Regions from separate parts of the Mus musculus genome. Here region 2 is linked to region 1. The links are chromatin contacts, called in public HiChIP or PLAC-seq maps. All regions are on one chromosome and are shown on one strand. The core of a region is the stretch at or near the end of the contact, and the rest is flanking DNA. Distances in the headings are between cores, read along the strand shown.

The links. HiChIP or PLAC-seq counts read pairs in DNA pulled down with a chosen protein or histone mark.
Region 2: a contact with region 1 is called in an HNF4G HiChIP or PLAC-seq map of pancreatic cancer cells. The contact joins the promoter of Yif1b here to the enhancer-like site in region 1. A contact is called at or near these places in 1 of 39 promoter capture datasets (cranial neural crest), 5 of 115 datasets of contacts at active chromatin or transcription factors (bone marrow-derived macrophages, embryonic stem cells, extraembryonic endoderm stem cells and 1 more) and 2 of 9 other capture datasets (adipose tissue and pancreatic islet).

Annotation. Positions count from the first base shown.
Region 1 is chr7:29,005,215-29,012,872 of GRCm38.p6, reverse strand. It overlaps Ryr1 (ryanodine receptor 1, skeletal muscle), which reads left to right. Exons shown (of 106, transcript NM_009109.2): 97 at 635-677; 98 at 3,082-3,212; 99 at 3,306-3,366; 100 at 3,672-3,818; 101 at 4,355-4,489; 102 at 7,222-7,378. Among named protein-coding and RNA genes, the nearest start is that of Gm38979, 21 kb to the left of the region's middle. Within about 2 kb of position 5,097, at least 92 of the 459 cell types and tissues checked have an H3K27ac peak or open chromatin away from gene starts, as enhancers often do. A contact at or near this core is called in adipose tissue, bone marrow-derived macrophages and pancreatic cancer cells, where this site is marked.
Region 2 is chr7:29,234,002-29,241,659 of GRCm38.p6, reverse strand. It overlaps Yif1b (Yip1 interacting factor homolog B (S. cerevisiae)), which reads right to left and starts at 3,337. Exons shown (of 8, transcript NM_001110201.1): 1 at 3,224-3,337. The coding sequence starts at 3,269.

The DNA of each region.
Region 1 (7,658 bases), core at 3,848-6,347:
CCCTCCCTCCCGCTTTTTCTGGTCTCCAACACACACGCAGGCAAAATGTCCATACACTCAAAATAATAAATAAGGTTTGAATGTGAAATAGACTCTAGAGCCAGGTGTGATTGCTTACACTCGTATTCCAGCACTTGTGAGCTTGAGGCAGGAGGATAATTTGAGGGCAGGAGCTAAAGTGATCCCTGTCCCATTTCATCGCTCCCTGGCCTAGCCCCTGGCTGCTGATCCTTCCCTTACGTCTTAGTCACTGTTCGGTTGCTGTGAAGCAACACCATCAAGTCTTATATGAAGAAAGCATTTCATTGGAGGCTGCTTACAGGTTCAGAGGCTTAGTTTGTTATCATGGTGGCATGCAGGCAGGCATGGTGTTAGAGAAGTACCTGAGAGCTGCATCTTGATCTCCAAGAAGAGAGACAGAGACAGAGACAGAGACAGAGAGACAGAGAAAGACTGAGCCTGGTGTGGGGTCTGGAGACCTCGCAGTGAGGCACCTCCTCCAATAAGGCCACACCTCTTCATCCTGCCCGGATGCCTCATTCAGGACTGAAAGTGCAAATACCTGAGCCTCTGGGTATCAGCCTCATTCAAACCAGCACACCACCCTAACCTCCTCACTCTTCTCTCTTGACAGGTCTTTCCCTAGCAACTACTGGGACAAGTTTGTCAAGCGGAAGGTGAGAGGACGGTGTGTGTGTGTGTGTGTGTGTGTGTGTGTGTGTGTGTGTGTGTGTGTGTAGGGAAGGGCTGCTAGGCTCAGTCCCCTGGGGCCTAGGACCACCTCTGGCCTTGCCAAGTGTTTATTTTGTATGGAAGCCTGAGCAAGATGCTGTGTCCCTCTCAAGAGTTTCCCCTGGGGAACACAGGCACGGTGACCAGATGCATGTAAAGGGCCCAGGGTGGGGACTCAGTCTGTAGGCGTATTCGAGAGGAGATGAGCAACAATGTGGTAAGGGCAGTTAAGAGTTGTCTCTTAGCTGGGCATAGTGGTGCACACATTTAATCCCAGCACTTGGGAGGCAGAGGCAAGCGGATCTTTGGGAGTTTGAGAGCAGCCTGGTCTACAGAGTGAATTCCAGGATAGCCAGGGCTACACAGAGAAACCCTATCTCTAAATGTCTCTCTGAGGATCTGAAGATATAGCTTAGTTGAGCATGCACAAAGCCCTGGGTTCAATCCCCACTGCTGTATAAAATTTAGGATGATGGTACAAGCCTATACACATGAGATGGAGGCAGGAAGATCATAAATTTAAGGTTGTCCTCATCTACACAATGAGTTTGTGGCTAAATTGTGCTACGTGAGATCCTGTCTCCATAAAACCCCAAACCAAACCAGGAACTACGTGGATATATGGAGGGATGGATGAATGGATGGATGGACGGATAGATGAATGGGTGGATGGAGAGATGGCTTTGTAGCCAGACTTTGGCTGCTTTATGGGTTCTTTCATTCTTCCACCCTTCTCTGCCCTTTTCTACCCTCTCAACCCCCTAATACCAGGAAGGAGGGGGAAAAGGATAGAGATGAAAGGAGGTGCCAATATTGTTAGACTACTTCCCGCTGACTAGAGGATCAAATTCCTTGGGGCAAGTTTGTTCTTCACTGTCAAGACATCTAGTTTATTCTTCTTGTTCTTTCTTCTTTGCACATAACTACTTAACAAACAGCAGCCAACCAACAACACACCTCTTGGGGGCCCAAGCATTTATTTAACCTCTGAAAAGTCTCCAGAATTCCAAATGTCACACAATCACAGAAAGTATCTGCAGCTGGCAAAATCACACCCCTGCTAGAGCACAAGACAAATCATAGTCGGCTGCTGTGGACAGTCTGAAGCAGCCCCATGTCCCATACCTGGGATTAAAAAACAAAAATATTTCCATAATGTTTCTGTGCTTTTAAAAGAAATCAAAGCTCCAAAATTGTCACTACATGGCTTAGTAATTAAGAGATCTTTTGGTGTTGGAGAGATGGCTCAGTGGTTAAAAGCACTGACTGCTCTTCCGAAGGTCCTGAGTTCAAATCCCAGCAACCACCTGGTGGCTCACAACCATCCGTAATGAGATCTGATGCTCCCTTCTGGGGTGTCTAAAGACAGCTACAGTGTACTTACATAAAATAAATAAATAAATCTCGAGAGAGAGAGAGAGAGAGAGAGAGAGAGAGAGAGAGAGAGAGAGAGAGAGAGAGAGATCTTTCTGCTCTTCCAGAACCCAGAACCAGGGGCTCTGATACTCTTCTCCTGGATTTGGTGGGCACCCACTCACAATCACACAGGCACATACACATAATACTAACTCAATAATAAATCTTGAAAGAGGTAAACCCACATGAGAACTTGGCAACAGATCTTTGAAATGCAATAAAGGCTGCAGTAATTGCTCAGCCATTAAGAGCACTGACTGCTCTGTCAGCGGACCTGGATTTAGTTCTCAGCATCCACATGGTGGCTCACAACCACCCTGTAACTGCAGCTCCAGTGTATGGGATGACCTTTTACAGCCTCTGTGGGCACTGCACACACATAGCAACACAGACATAAACCGTTAAAATAACTAAATGGCCAGGGGGTGCGGCTTTATGCCTTTTATCCCAGCACTTGGAAGGTAGATGCCAACAGATCTCAATGAATTTGAGGCCAGCTTGGTCTATAGAGTGAATTCCAGGCTCAAAAAATAAAATAAAATAAAATAAAAACTGTATCGGTATCAGTGTGGAAGTGCGGGAAAGTGTGTGTGCTGGCCAGGAAAGGTTGCTGTTCTGTTAGAGGGGTCTGGAGTGGCCCTCGGAGGGACCAAGAGGCAGTGTGGCTGTGTAAGTGAACAGAGTGCATCAAACTGCTCTAGAGGACGGGGTCCCGGTTACACAGCCTCTGTCTGCCTCTCCAAACAGTGGTTTCCCTATTAATTTGGCTATTGCATCTGCCAGATGTTGGACCTCCCTCCTTGTCTGCAGAAATCAGGCCCTTCCTCCCAAAAAAATGCTCCCCCTATGTCTCATGTAAAGTTGAGTGACCCTAGAAACCCTCTACAGGCAATGTCCCCTTCCCCAACTCCAGCCTGGCACTCTCTCCTACAGGTTCTGGACAAACACGGGGACATCTTTGGGCGGGAGCGGATTGCGGAGCTGCTGGGCATGGATCTGGCCTCTCTGGAGATCACAGCCCACAATGAGCGCAAACCTGACCCTCCACCGGGCCTGCTGACATGGTGAGGGGGACACCTATGCCGGAGATGGGCCAGGGGACATGGCTAGTGCCTTGACGCCCAGGCATCTGGCTGTCTCCCTTCCTGTTCCCTCAGGATCATGTCTATCGATGTCAAATACCAGATCTGGAAGTTTGGAGTCATCTTCACAGACAACGTAAGGGGGGCTATGGATGGAGAAGGTTGCCCCAGGAAAGGAAGGAGTCTGAATGAGGGAATAGCTCGTGCAAAGCCCCTAGGGTGGGAATGTGCCCAGGACTCCCTGACCCCAGAAAGATTCCTAAGCCTGTGTCCCCTGTCCTCGGAACGTCCTTCCCATTGTTGTGGGTCTCCTGTAGCTGATCTGCTCCCTGGTCCTCTTCTGCTCTGGAGCAGATAGATACTCCCCTAGGCAGAGACTGCGTCTGCCCTTGCTCTGAGGCATCTTCGCATGTTTCCTGACTCTGACCCGTTTATATTCAGTCTTTCCTGTATCTGGGCTGGTACATGGTGATGTCCCTCCTGGGGCACTACAATAACTTCTTCTTTGCTGCCCACCTCCTGGACATCGCCATGGGAGTCAAGACGCTCCGCACCATCCTTTCATCTGTCACTCACAATGGAAAGCAGGTGTGGAGAGGACCTGGCAGGGGCCTGCGTGGAGGTGTGGGAGTGGCAGAGGGAGAGGGGTGGTGATCAAGAGATACTGGGGAAGTGGGCATGATAGCTGTGTTTGTGGGAACAAGGAAGTGAGGGCGGAGTCATCTTTGAGGGGCGGGGGTAAAGAGGTGTCTTAGAGTGGTGGGAGGGGAGGGGCTTCCCGAGAGGGGAGAGGCGTGGTAATCTGAAAAGGTCTGAGCCAAGATTAGAACATTCTTTGGTTTGTTCTTGTGCGTTGTGGGGAGGTTATTTCAGACGCTCCAGTCTATGTAGCCCTGAGTGTTCTGGAACTCACTGTTTAGACCAGGCTGGCCTTGAACTCAGAGATCTGCTTGCCTCTTCCTCCCGACTGTTGGGATTAAAGGCATGCACCACCACAACAGGCCTAGGGCATTCTGGGAGAGGGCAGAATGGAGCGTGGAAGAGGCTCCAGAATCCAAAGGGTCAGAGAATTGAGGGCCCTATCTAGAAGGACCTAGAGCTGACGAGTGCTCACCTGTCCCCAGCTGGTGATGACCGTAGGGCTCCTGGCCGTAGTGGTCTACTTGTATACAGTGGTGGCCTTCAACTTCTTCCGCAAATTCTACAACAAGAGCGAAGATGAGGACGAGCCTGACATGAAGTGTGATGACATGATGACGGTGAGCCCTTCCCCCATGCCCGTTCGCAAGTTACTAAATAGCTTCATTAGAGTTACTGTTGCTGTGGTGAAACAACTGGCCAAGAGCAGCTTAAGCAGGAACAGGTTTGTTTCACAGTTCCATCCAACAGTTTATCCCCCAAAGCAGTAAGGGTCGCAACTCAAGCAGGGCTGGAACATGGAGGAAGGAGCTGATGCAGAGGCCATGGAAGGGTGCTGCTTACTGGCTTGCTCCTCGTGGCTTTCTCAGCCTGCTCTCTCATAGAACCCAGGACCTCCAGCCCAGAAGTGGCCCCATCCACAATGGACTGAGCCCTTCCCCCATCAATTACTACTTAAGAAAATGAAGAGGAAAAAAAAAAAAGAAGCTGGGTGTGGGTGTGGTGGCTCATGCATTTAACCCAGAACTGGGGTGTCAGAGGCACGTGGATCTCTGTGAGTTCCTCACCAGCCAGGGCTACACAGCAAGACCTTATCTCAAAACAAGACAAAAGTGCCTTCAGATCGTTGGTGGCATGGCTGTAGCTGGGCCATGGAGCTGAGGCTCGCAGGATCATCCACAGCAGCTGTGGGCATTGCTGTTGGAAAGGCAACTTTCTGTACTCCCTGAGTGGGATGACTCAGAGCAAACAACTCGCCTACTCCCTCTGGCCTGGCCACCTGGGACTTCCCAGAGCTACCGCAGGAAGGCCCAAAAGGAAGATGTGGGATGGTGGTGGTCCACATCTTTAATCTCAGCACTTGGGAAGGCAGAGGAAGGCAGATGGATCTCTGAGTTCCAGGACAGCCAGGGCTACACAGAGAAACCCTGGCTCAGAACTAACCCCTCACCCCCTGCCAACAAAAAAAGACACAACAAAACGAAAAATCAGAGATCTGGCCCTACCTGAGTCTAACCACAGTCCTTATTGCTTCTAATTTTTGGCTTCCTGGTCCTTTTTCAGTTCCTCTAGGACCACATGTTTCCTTCCACTTCTGCTCTTCTGCATTGACCTTTCTCTGCCCTGTACCAAGCCTAACAGCCACACCCCTTCGCCTGACATCTTACTTTCCAAATTAAATGCTGCCTACCAATACTTGGGCCCGGGCATCAACATAATCGGTCACTTCTTCATCTCCCTCCTTGTCTTTGTTCATAGTAGCTTCTTTCTTCAGCCCCACCAAACTTATTTCAGTTCCTCATGAAAGCAAAAAGCAGTTTCTCTCTCTCTCTCTCTCTCTCTCTCTCTCTCTCTCTCTCTCTCTCTCTCCATATATGGTTTTTGCTTACATGTATGTCTGAGTTACAGACAGTTACAACCACATGGCCACATGGTGTGTCTGGGAATTGAACCTGGGTCCTTTGGTAGAGGAGCTGATCCAACTATCTAGTCTCCTACCTCTCAAAATAAAATAAAATAAACTTTGGTCCATGTGTGATTAGGTTGGAGCCCAGGGCCTTGATACACACCCAGGCCTCTCCCAGCGAATCCTCTCTTCCCCATTGGTGGTGTACCATGTGGTTTTGAGTACCTGGAACATTCTCTCCCATCACCCATCACCCATTCTGGTAACACCTCCTTCGGGTTCCAGCTTGGAGACTCTTCCCCCTCCCGCATGAAGCCATTCTGGTCTCAGCTCTGAGGCTAGGCATGCATCCTGGAGCTTGTAAGAGTTCTTGCACTTTCTTCAGCTCCTAGTAATGACAGTGTTCCTCCCTGATCCCTCTCTCCCCGTCACCTCACACTAACTTTCTGGTCCTTCCAATTCTCAACATAGTCAAGGTTGCCCTTGAACTTGTGATCCTCCAGCCTCTCCCTGAGATGCCAGCCATGTGACACCATCCTGTTTTAGGTGATGCTGGGGATCATGTCCAGGGCCTCATGCATACCAGATGAGCACCCCATCTGGATACAACTGGGGTTCACCTCCAGCTCCGACCCTTGCATTAGTCACATTTCTACCCAATGTGACCAGCAAAGGCAACTTGGGAAGAGGGATTGTTCTGACCCTACTTTGAGAATACAGTCCACCGTGGCGGCAAGAGCACAAGGTGGCTGGTCACTGTAATCCCCAGTCAGAAAGCCGTTCGAGAAGAATGCCTTTGTAGGGAGAATCTCTTGTGTACTGTGTGGAAACATCTGTCAATCAAAAGCCAATGACCTACAAGCTGAGGCAGGAAGTAGGAGGTGGGAGTTCCAGCAGGGAGAGAGGAACTGTGGGATAGCATCAGGCACAGGAAGAGATTCTCCTGGAACTCTGAGGAGACAGACACCTGAAGCCAAGGAGAGGTAGCTAGCCATGTGGTACTCAGAATAGAATAAATGTGTTAAGTAAGTTATGAGCTAGTCAGGGAAGAAGCCCAAGTGTATGGCCTAGGCATTTATTCATGAATAATTAAGTCTCATAGTCATTATTTTAGAAACTTGCTTTTTTTTTTTTTTTAATTCATTCTGGGACTCCAAACCCACACTGGGGCCACATTCAGGCTAGGTCTTCCTGTCTCAATAACCCGATCTAGAAACTTCCTCATGGACGTGTCCAGAAGTGTGTCTTCTAGTTGAGTCTAGATCCTGTCAGATGATGATCTGAACAATCGCGAGCCCATGCCTTCCTGTGACAGCCATGACACTACCCAGCTGTGAGAGGCAAGGCCCAGGGTTCTCTGCCACTGCTCTGTCTCCAGGCCCACCTAGTCCAGGCTTCCGGTAGGTGCTGTGGCTGTTAACTGGGCGGCCTGCCCCTTCTCCCCAGTGCTACCTGTTCCACATGTATGTGGGCGTCCGGGCCGGTGGAGGGATCGGGGACGAGATCGAGGACCCGGCCGGCGATGAATATGAACTTTACCGGGTCGTCTTCGACATCACCTTTTTCTTCTTCGTTATCGTCATTCTGCTGGCTATCATTCAGGGTCAGTGCTGGCTGGGGGGTGGGGGGGAGGGGTGCATAGTCCCTAGAGGCTGGCTAGCTCGATGGTTAGCTCCCTGGCTTAGCCCCTCCTTACTGTGAGACCTGAGACAGGTGGTCTCTCTGAGCTTTGGTTTCTCCATCTGAAAAATGGAGGAGTTGAAACAAGGCACCACAGCTGGGCAGTGGTGGCGCACGCCTTTAATTTCAGCACTCAGGAGGCAGAGGCAAGTGGTTCTCTGAGTTTGAGGCCAGCCTGGTCTACAGAGTGAGTTCCAGGTCAG
Region 2 (7,658 bases), core at 2,088-4,587, 230 kb before region 1:
CCAGTCTGAGACCAGATCTCTCACTGAACCTGTAGCTTGCTGATCTGGCTATTCAGGCCAGATGACAAGGCCTTGGAATTCTGTCTTGGCCTGCGAAGGGCTGGGGTCACAGCATGAACTGCCACGCTTGGCTATTTACGTGGGTGCAGATCGGGTCCTCCCACTTGAGCAAGGTGCATTTGGCTTCACTAAGTCATTTCTCCAGCCCCTCCCTCACCTTTTTTGAAACAGGCTCTCATTATGTAGCTGGCCTAGGTTGGTCTTGAACTCAAGACCCTTCTGCCTCGGCCTTCCATGTATCTAGAACAACAGGCCTCTCCCTCTAACCCAGCTTGTTCCACTCCAATGAGCATTATTAGGTCCTCAACCCAGGCGGTACCAACGTCCAATCCTCAGTCGCCACAAAACTACCGACTCACCTCACGCGCCTCACCCAGAAATGTCTGGCTGGTGCTTCTGTCAGTAAGGCTCTGTCTGCTGAAGACCTAGCAGCAGATAAGATGACCAATGCTCCTGCGTTCCCAGTCACTCTCTGGGCTGGATCCTTTCCAGCTCTCAGAAATGGGTGACCTGATTGTCCACTCTTGCCCTCCTCGCACAGAGTGCACGCTCACAGCCAGGCTGCCTCTGGGCCTCACCTTTCTGCCCACCTGCTCCCCTCTGACATCCAGCCAACCAGCCCTCAGCCTCCCACAGTGCCTCACCTTCCCTTTCGTCCCCACCACTGCCTATTGGATTCACGTGTCCCACCTATTCTTCTTTTTCCTTCTGGCTCTTGAGTCAGGGCTTTGCTATGTAGCTCAGGCTGCCCTCAAACTCTTGGTTTTCTGGAGTGCAAGCATCTTAGGTGTGTGCCGTCACCACACCAGGTGCCTGGCCCCACTCTTAGCCCCATTGAAGGAAGTCTCCAGTGGGTAGCCAGAGATATTTTTTTAAGTACTGAGCACTGGAAACCAGGGCCTTGTGCACATTAAGCAGAAACTCTAACACTTAGCTGCATCTCCAGCCCTTTTACTTTACAGACAGGGTCTCGCTGGGGTGTGGTGGTGCATGTCTTTGATCCCAACATTAAGGAGACAGAGGTGGGTAGATCTCTATAGGTTCGAGAGCAACCTGGTCTACATAGTGACCTCCAGGACAGCCAGGGCTACACAGTAGGAACCTGTCTCAAAAGAAAAACCAACCATCCAAACCAAACCAAAAACCAAAACTAGGGTCTTACTAAGTTCGCCAGGCATAGCTACCTGGGAAGGAAGCTGCTTAGAACCGGAGATCCTGCCTCTCCCTCCCAAGCGGCTGGCATCTCAGGCTTGTACCACCCATCTTGGCCCTGTGATCCTCTGATACATTTATCTTTTTGGTTTTGGTTTTTCGAGACAGGGTTTCTCTGTGTAGCCCTGGCTGTCCTGGAACTCACTTTGTAGACCAGGCTGGCCTCGAACTCAGAAATCCGCCTGCCTCTGCCTCCCGAGTACTGGGATTAAAGGTGTGTGTCACCACTGACCAGCTTGTTTTTGTTTTGTTAACAAGTCCTCACTATGCAGCTCTTGCTGTCCTGGGACTCACTCTGTAACCCAGGCTGGCTTTGAACTCATGGATAACCCTCTAGCCCTTGCCTTACTAGTGCCTGAATTCCAAGTGCCCCCCAGGTGCATCACCTGCATGGTCCCTTTTCATCCTCTGCCCAAGATCAAGGGCCACCATGCTGAGAATCGAATTCTAACACCTCCTCAGCCCTGTCAGCACCCCTGGCCCCAAGGTCTCTCAGGTCCCAACGTAGACAAACCCCTTGCCTTAACACACAGTACTATCAACCTAGAACCATCCTCCTCCAGGAGCCTGCTGCGCCACACTAGGGACTCTGCTCAAATGTTCTCCCTCACTGTCGCTTCTCATAATGGCCAGGCTCCTGATTTCCCTCCTCAGCATCAACTCAATTGTGTATCTTGTTGGCACAGCCTTTCTCTCCAGGAATCCCTTAGGTCTTTCATCATTAGGCATGCCCTCTTCAAGGACTCAAGGATACTTCCAGTCAACAACTGAGTTCCACATCTCCATCCCAGCCCCAACCTATCTGCCTGTGCACTCTACATCATCTGTCCAGCACTCTATTAAAAGGAACTAACTCATCTTTGTGTGTGTGTGTGTGTCCGTCCACCATAGATCCATCTCAGGTAGTCAGGCTTGGTGGCAAGTGCCCTTACTGGAGCCATCTCTGGGAATCCACCCCTGACTTCTCACACTGTTTACTTTAAACACATGTTGCCCAGGCAGGCATTCAAAGTCGACTCCCAAGTGCTAGGGTTACAGGTGTGCACCATGAACCCTCCCCCATGCTTCTATCACAGCAGTTCCATTGCTCTGTACTGGCAGCTTTATGACAGGAATAAATGCTAGCTGGTCACATATCACAGGCCGGCCAGACACTAAGGAGTGAAGGGGTAAATGGAGCCTCCTCAAACCCTAGTCACAATCAGGACTACACACACACACACACACACACACACACACACACCACACACACTGGTTCTTACTACTCTAGTTGACCGACAAGTTTCCTTCCTTGGAAAGTGTCTATCTTCCTCCTGAACTCTAGCTGTAAGAAAGCAAGGACCAGGGCTTTGGTGGTTACTAGTGTGTACCCAAATTCCAGCCCAGGGCCTGGCACAGGGTTCACAGGAGCAAGTTATGTTAGATGAATAAATGAAACAAACAGGACATAGATATTGAGAGACCAAGAGGAATTCAAATTTACATCTGGGAAAAGAGGTTAACGAAGCTGGAAAAAGGAGGTTAGCAGGACAATAAGTACTGGTTGTGTTCTTAAATGGGATGTAAATATGGCCCTGTCCGCACAGGGAGTGCCCAGGGGCCGTACTGTGGAGCGTGGGTGACAGTTCCTAAGCACTGAAGAGTCTCGGAAAGGTGGGTAGCACAGGAGGTCAAATCGCTGACTGCAAATGAATGGAAGTAGCGTTTCTCTGAACACCGCACTACATTTTCCTCCAACTTGCTTTCTTTTAAAGGAATTTTTTTTAAAGAACCTACCCGCGATGCGCCCCCTACCCGGACTTGGCATCCCTGGGCTGTGCACACCTAGAAACTCCAGGTCCGGGATCTCGTGACCTCCGTCCGACCTGGAGTGACCTCGCCAACCGCCGCGACGGCCCCGCCACACCCCTCGCCCGCCCGATCTCCTCAGCCAGCCACGTACGCCACTTACGCAGCCGGGGCGTCCCCGCCGGCGCCGCCAAACCTGTCGCGTGCATGCTTTAGATGCCACGGCCGAGAACGCCACAGCCGCAGTTTGGAATGGGCCCGCCCGGTTCCCGTAGCCACGCCCCAGTAGTATCGAGAGACCCAATAGGTCTCACGATAGCGCAAGAAAGCCACACCCTCTGGAGGGGGTGCAGCCTGGTTGAGTGGGCGTCGGCTTACATAAGAGGCGGGAACTGAGGCCAATGACGTAAGGGAAGAGGCCGTACCTTAGCGGCAGCAGGGCGGAGCTTGGTGCGATCTAGGAGGAGAAGACTTCAGGCAGGAAGGAAACGTTCCTATTGTTGAGCCCGAAGTCGACGGAAAATGTAGTTCTTTACAGGCAGGCACTCGATTTAGTTAACTGAGAGCACAGGGAGGCTGAAGAAGCGTGAAAGGCGGGGAGAATGATGGATTATTGCAGTTATGCCGGCTCATCTATCGTTTACACAGACGCAGCACTCATTTTTATTATTTATTTATTTATTTATTTGGTTGGTTGGTTGGTTTTTTTCGAGACAGGGTTTCTCTGTGTAGCCTTAGCTGATTTGGAACTCACTCTGTAGACCAGGCTGGCCTGGAACTCACAGAGATCTGTCTGGCTCAGGATTAAAGGAATGCGGCACCAGGGCCCATTTAGGCTGAGAAACAAAGTTTAGCTTAGTGGATCACTTCTGTATTCCCAATACTGAGGAAGCTGAAAAAGAAAGTCATGAGTGGGCTGGTGAGATGGCTCAGCGGGTAAGAGCACTGACTGTCCTTCCAAAGGTCCTGAGTTCAAATCCCAGCAACCACATGGTGGCTCACAACCAACTGTAATGAGATCTGACGCCCTCTTCTGCTGCGTTTGAAGTCAGCTACAGTGTACTTATGTATCATAATAAATAAATCTTTAAAAAAAAAAGTCACGAGTACTGGCTTTGAACATAGTGAGCTCTAGTCTTACAAAAAAAAAAAAAAAAAAAGATTGGGGCTGGTGAGATGGCTCAGTGGGTAAGAGCACCTGACTGCTCTTCCGAAGGTCCAGAGTTCAAATCCCAGCAACCACATGGTGGCTCACAACCATCCGTAACAAGATCTGACTCCCTCTTCTGGTGTGTCTGAAGATAGCTACAGTGTACTTACTATAAATAAAATCTTTAAAAAAAAAAAAAAGATTGAAAAAGAGGCCCTCAGCATATTAGTTCAGAAGAACTGGTAACTTTCTTCGAAGGTACCTTTAGGCAATTTCCCAGAAGTTCATAAAAATGTTCTCACATGGCTCTTTTCCTTCAAGCTTTCTGTCCACCAGAGGTGCATACAGCCCTCACAGTTGAATGCACACAAGCACAACTTTGAGCATAGAACCCTGAAAACTAACTTCCTCCTGTGTGTCCCTCAGTGTCTCTTTTTCTCTTCCTTAGTATGCCCCTACCTCTTTTGATTTGAGAAAGGGCATTACACAGTCTAGGTTGACTTCGAACTCATTAAGGTAAAGACATCCTTGAACCCTGATCTTCCTGCTTCTACCTTCCAAATCCAGGGATTACAGTGTGTGCCACCACGACCCATGGCTGGCCCCTTCTGTCCTTTTTTCTGCTTATCAAAGACAAAAAAAAGTCGGAAATGCCTCTGGGAAGTGATAGCACTCCAGAAGGAGATGGTCAGCAAATGACCCTGTCCTGTGGCTTCCCTTTCCTCTTCTGCAATGGCTCCTTAGGGAGGAAACCTGTGTCAGATGCAGTCCTTTGCTGAGATACATCCACATCATTTTGCTTCGTGTTAGAGTCTGACTCCTAGGCACTACCTCCACTTCTCATTCTCAGCCTTCTTCTTGTCTAAATCCATCTATCTGTGACCTTTTTAAAAAATCAATAAGGCAGACATTTTGGGCTTGCTGTAGGCCTCTTGTGTGAAAAAAAAAATTAAAAATATATATATATATTCATCTGTCTATATATAGGTGTCTGTTGAATCCCTGCGTATTGCAGAATCCTCAAATGTGCATGTCTTTTATATAAATAGTGCAGCTAGGTGTGTTGGCACACACCTGCAATCCCAGCACTCGGGATGTGGTAGCAGGAGGTTCAGAAGTTCAAGACCATCCTTAGGTTTATACTGAGTTCAAGTGAACTACTTAAAATAATCTCCAAAAAAAAAAAAAAAAAAAAAAGAGAGAGAGAGAGAGAGAGCCAGGCGTGGTGGCACGTGCCTTTAGTCCCAGCACTCGGGAGGCAGAGGCAGGCAGATTTCTGAGTTCGAGGCCAGCCTGGTCTACAGAGCAAGTTCCATGACAGCCAGGGCTACACAGAGAAACCTTGTCTCAAATAAGGGGGTGGGGGTGGGGTGGGGCTGGATAGATGGCTGAGCAGTTAAGAGTACTGTCTACTCTTCCAGAGGACCTGGGTTCAGTTCCCAGCACCCACATGGCAGCTCATAACTGTCTATGACTCCAGTTCCAAAGGCTCCAACGGCCTCACACAGACATGCATGCAGGCAAAATACCAATGCACATGAAATAAAAATAAAAATTAATTTAGGGGAAAAAAGCAGGGCGGGATAGGTATAGCAATGGTGGTGCACGCCTTTACTCCCAGCACTGGGGAGGCAGAGGCAGGCAGAGTTCTGAGTCTACAGATCCTGTTTCATGATAGCTAAGGCTACACAGAGAAACCCTGTCTTAGAAAACAAAAGAACTAACAACAAAGAGGTCAGGGATAAATTGGGCTTGTATTTGTATGTAACATGTGTAATCCTTCCACAGACTTTAAATCATTATGTATACATATATGTTACATACACACACACACACATATGTCTACATATAATACTGTTTTCATTTACAGGTGCTGAAGATTAAACTTAGGGTTCCACATGAGCCGAGCAAGAGGTGTACTACTGAGCTTTATACTCAGCCCCGAATATCATTCCACAACATTACTCACCTCTCATTCGGTATACAGCCCAGGTAAATCCTTACATTTCTGTATCGGTTAGGAAACAGTGACATGAAAGCTAGGGCTACACCTCTGTTGGTTGTTTGTGCTGCATCATGAGGCCATGAGTTCAAATCCCACCAGCACAAATGGAAAAAAAGAAAAGATGGATACTGGAAAAAAAAATCTGTACAGTAGTACTGACTCAACTTTTGTTGTTGTTGTTGTTGTTCTTTGGTTTTTCAAGACATAGTTTCTCTGTGTAGCTCTGGGTGTCTTGGAACTAGCTCTGTAGACCATGCTGGCCTTGAACCTTCTGCCTTTTCAGAATTGGGATTAAAGGTGTGTGGTACCACCACCCAGTGTTTGTTTGTTTGAGATAGGGTTTCTCTGTGTAGCTCTGGCTCTCTCTGGTCTACTTACTCTGTAGACCAGGCTGGCCTCAAACTCAGAAATTCACCTGCCTCTGCCTCCCAAGTGCTGGGATTAAAGGCGTGTGCCACCACTGCCTGGCTAGGCTGAGCTTTTAAAAAAATTATTTTCATTTTTTAAGCTGTGTGTGTGTGTGAGAGTATGTAGGGAGTATGTGCACTTGGGTGCAGTTCTTGTAGCGGTCTGTAGAGGGCACTAGATTCCCCCTGGAACTGGAGTGAGCCCTGTAACATGAATGATGTGAACTCAACAATATTCTTTTTTGCTTTTAATCTTTTCAGAGAAGATATTATACATGTTTTTATGTGTGTACGGATCGACAGTTTGCCTGCATGTGGGCCTGGTGCCTTCAGAGGTCAAAAGAGGCGGATCCTCTGGAAAATGAGTTACAGATGGGTGTGAGCGGCCATGTGAGGATGGGAACTGAACCCCGGGTCCTGTGCAAAAGTAGCAAGTGCGCTTAGCTGTTGAGCAGTCTCTCCAGACCTGAGACTTTTGTAATTCTCCTGCCTTTCCCTCCTTTTACTGCTAGGATTATAAGTGAGCACCACCATGGCTGTCTGTTCTGCCTCCTTCTATGTTTGTTTGTGACAGGGTTCTCACATGATCCAGGCTGTTCTTGAACTATGTACCTGAGGGTGGATGGCCTTGTGCCTCCAGTCCTCCTGCCTCTCAGACTCCTCAGTCCTAAGATTACAGACGTGCACTCTTACTCCATTTTGTGTGTGTTTGGTGTGTATACGTGCATCTGTGTGTGGGCATGAGAGTGGGCACTGGCCTAATGGAGGTCTGAGGATACTTACAGGAATCAGTTCTCACCTTCACCATGCTCCAGGGATTGATCTCAGGTCTTTAGGCTTGGTGTGTGTGTGTGTGTGTGTGTGTGTGTGTGTGTGTGTGTAACCACTGATCCATCTGGCCAGTTCCTACATTCTGTTTTCAGCTTTAATTTCCCCTTTGTTTACTGGGAATCGTGTGGGAGGATGAAGGCCTTGATAAAGGGCATATGTACACAGACAGCGCCTGACTAAGTCCAGGGACATTGTAGCTATTGTT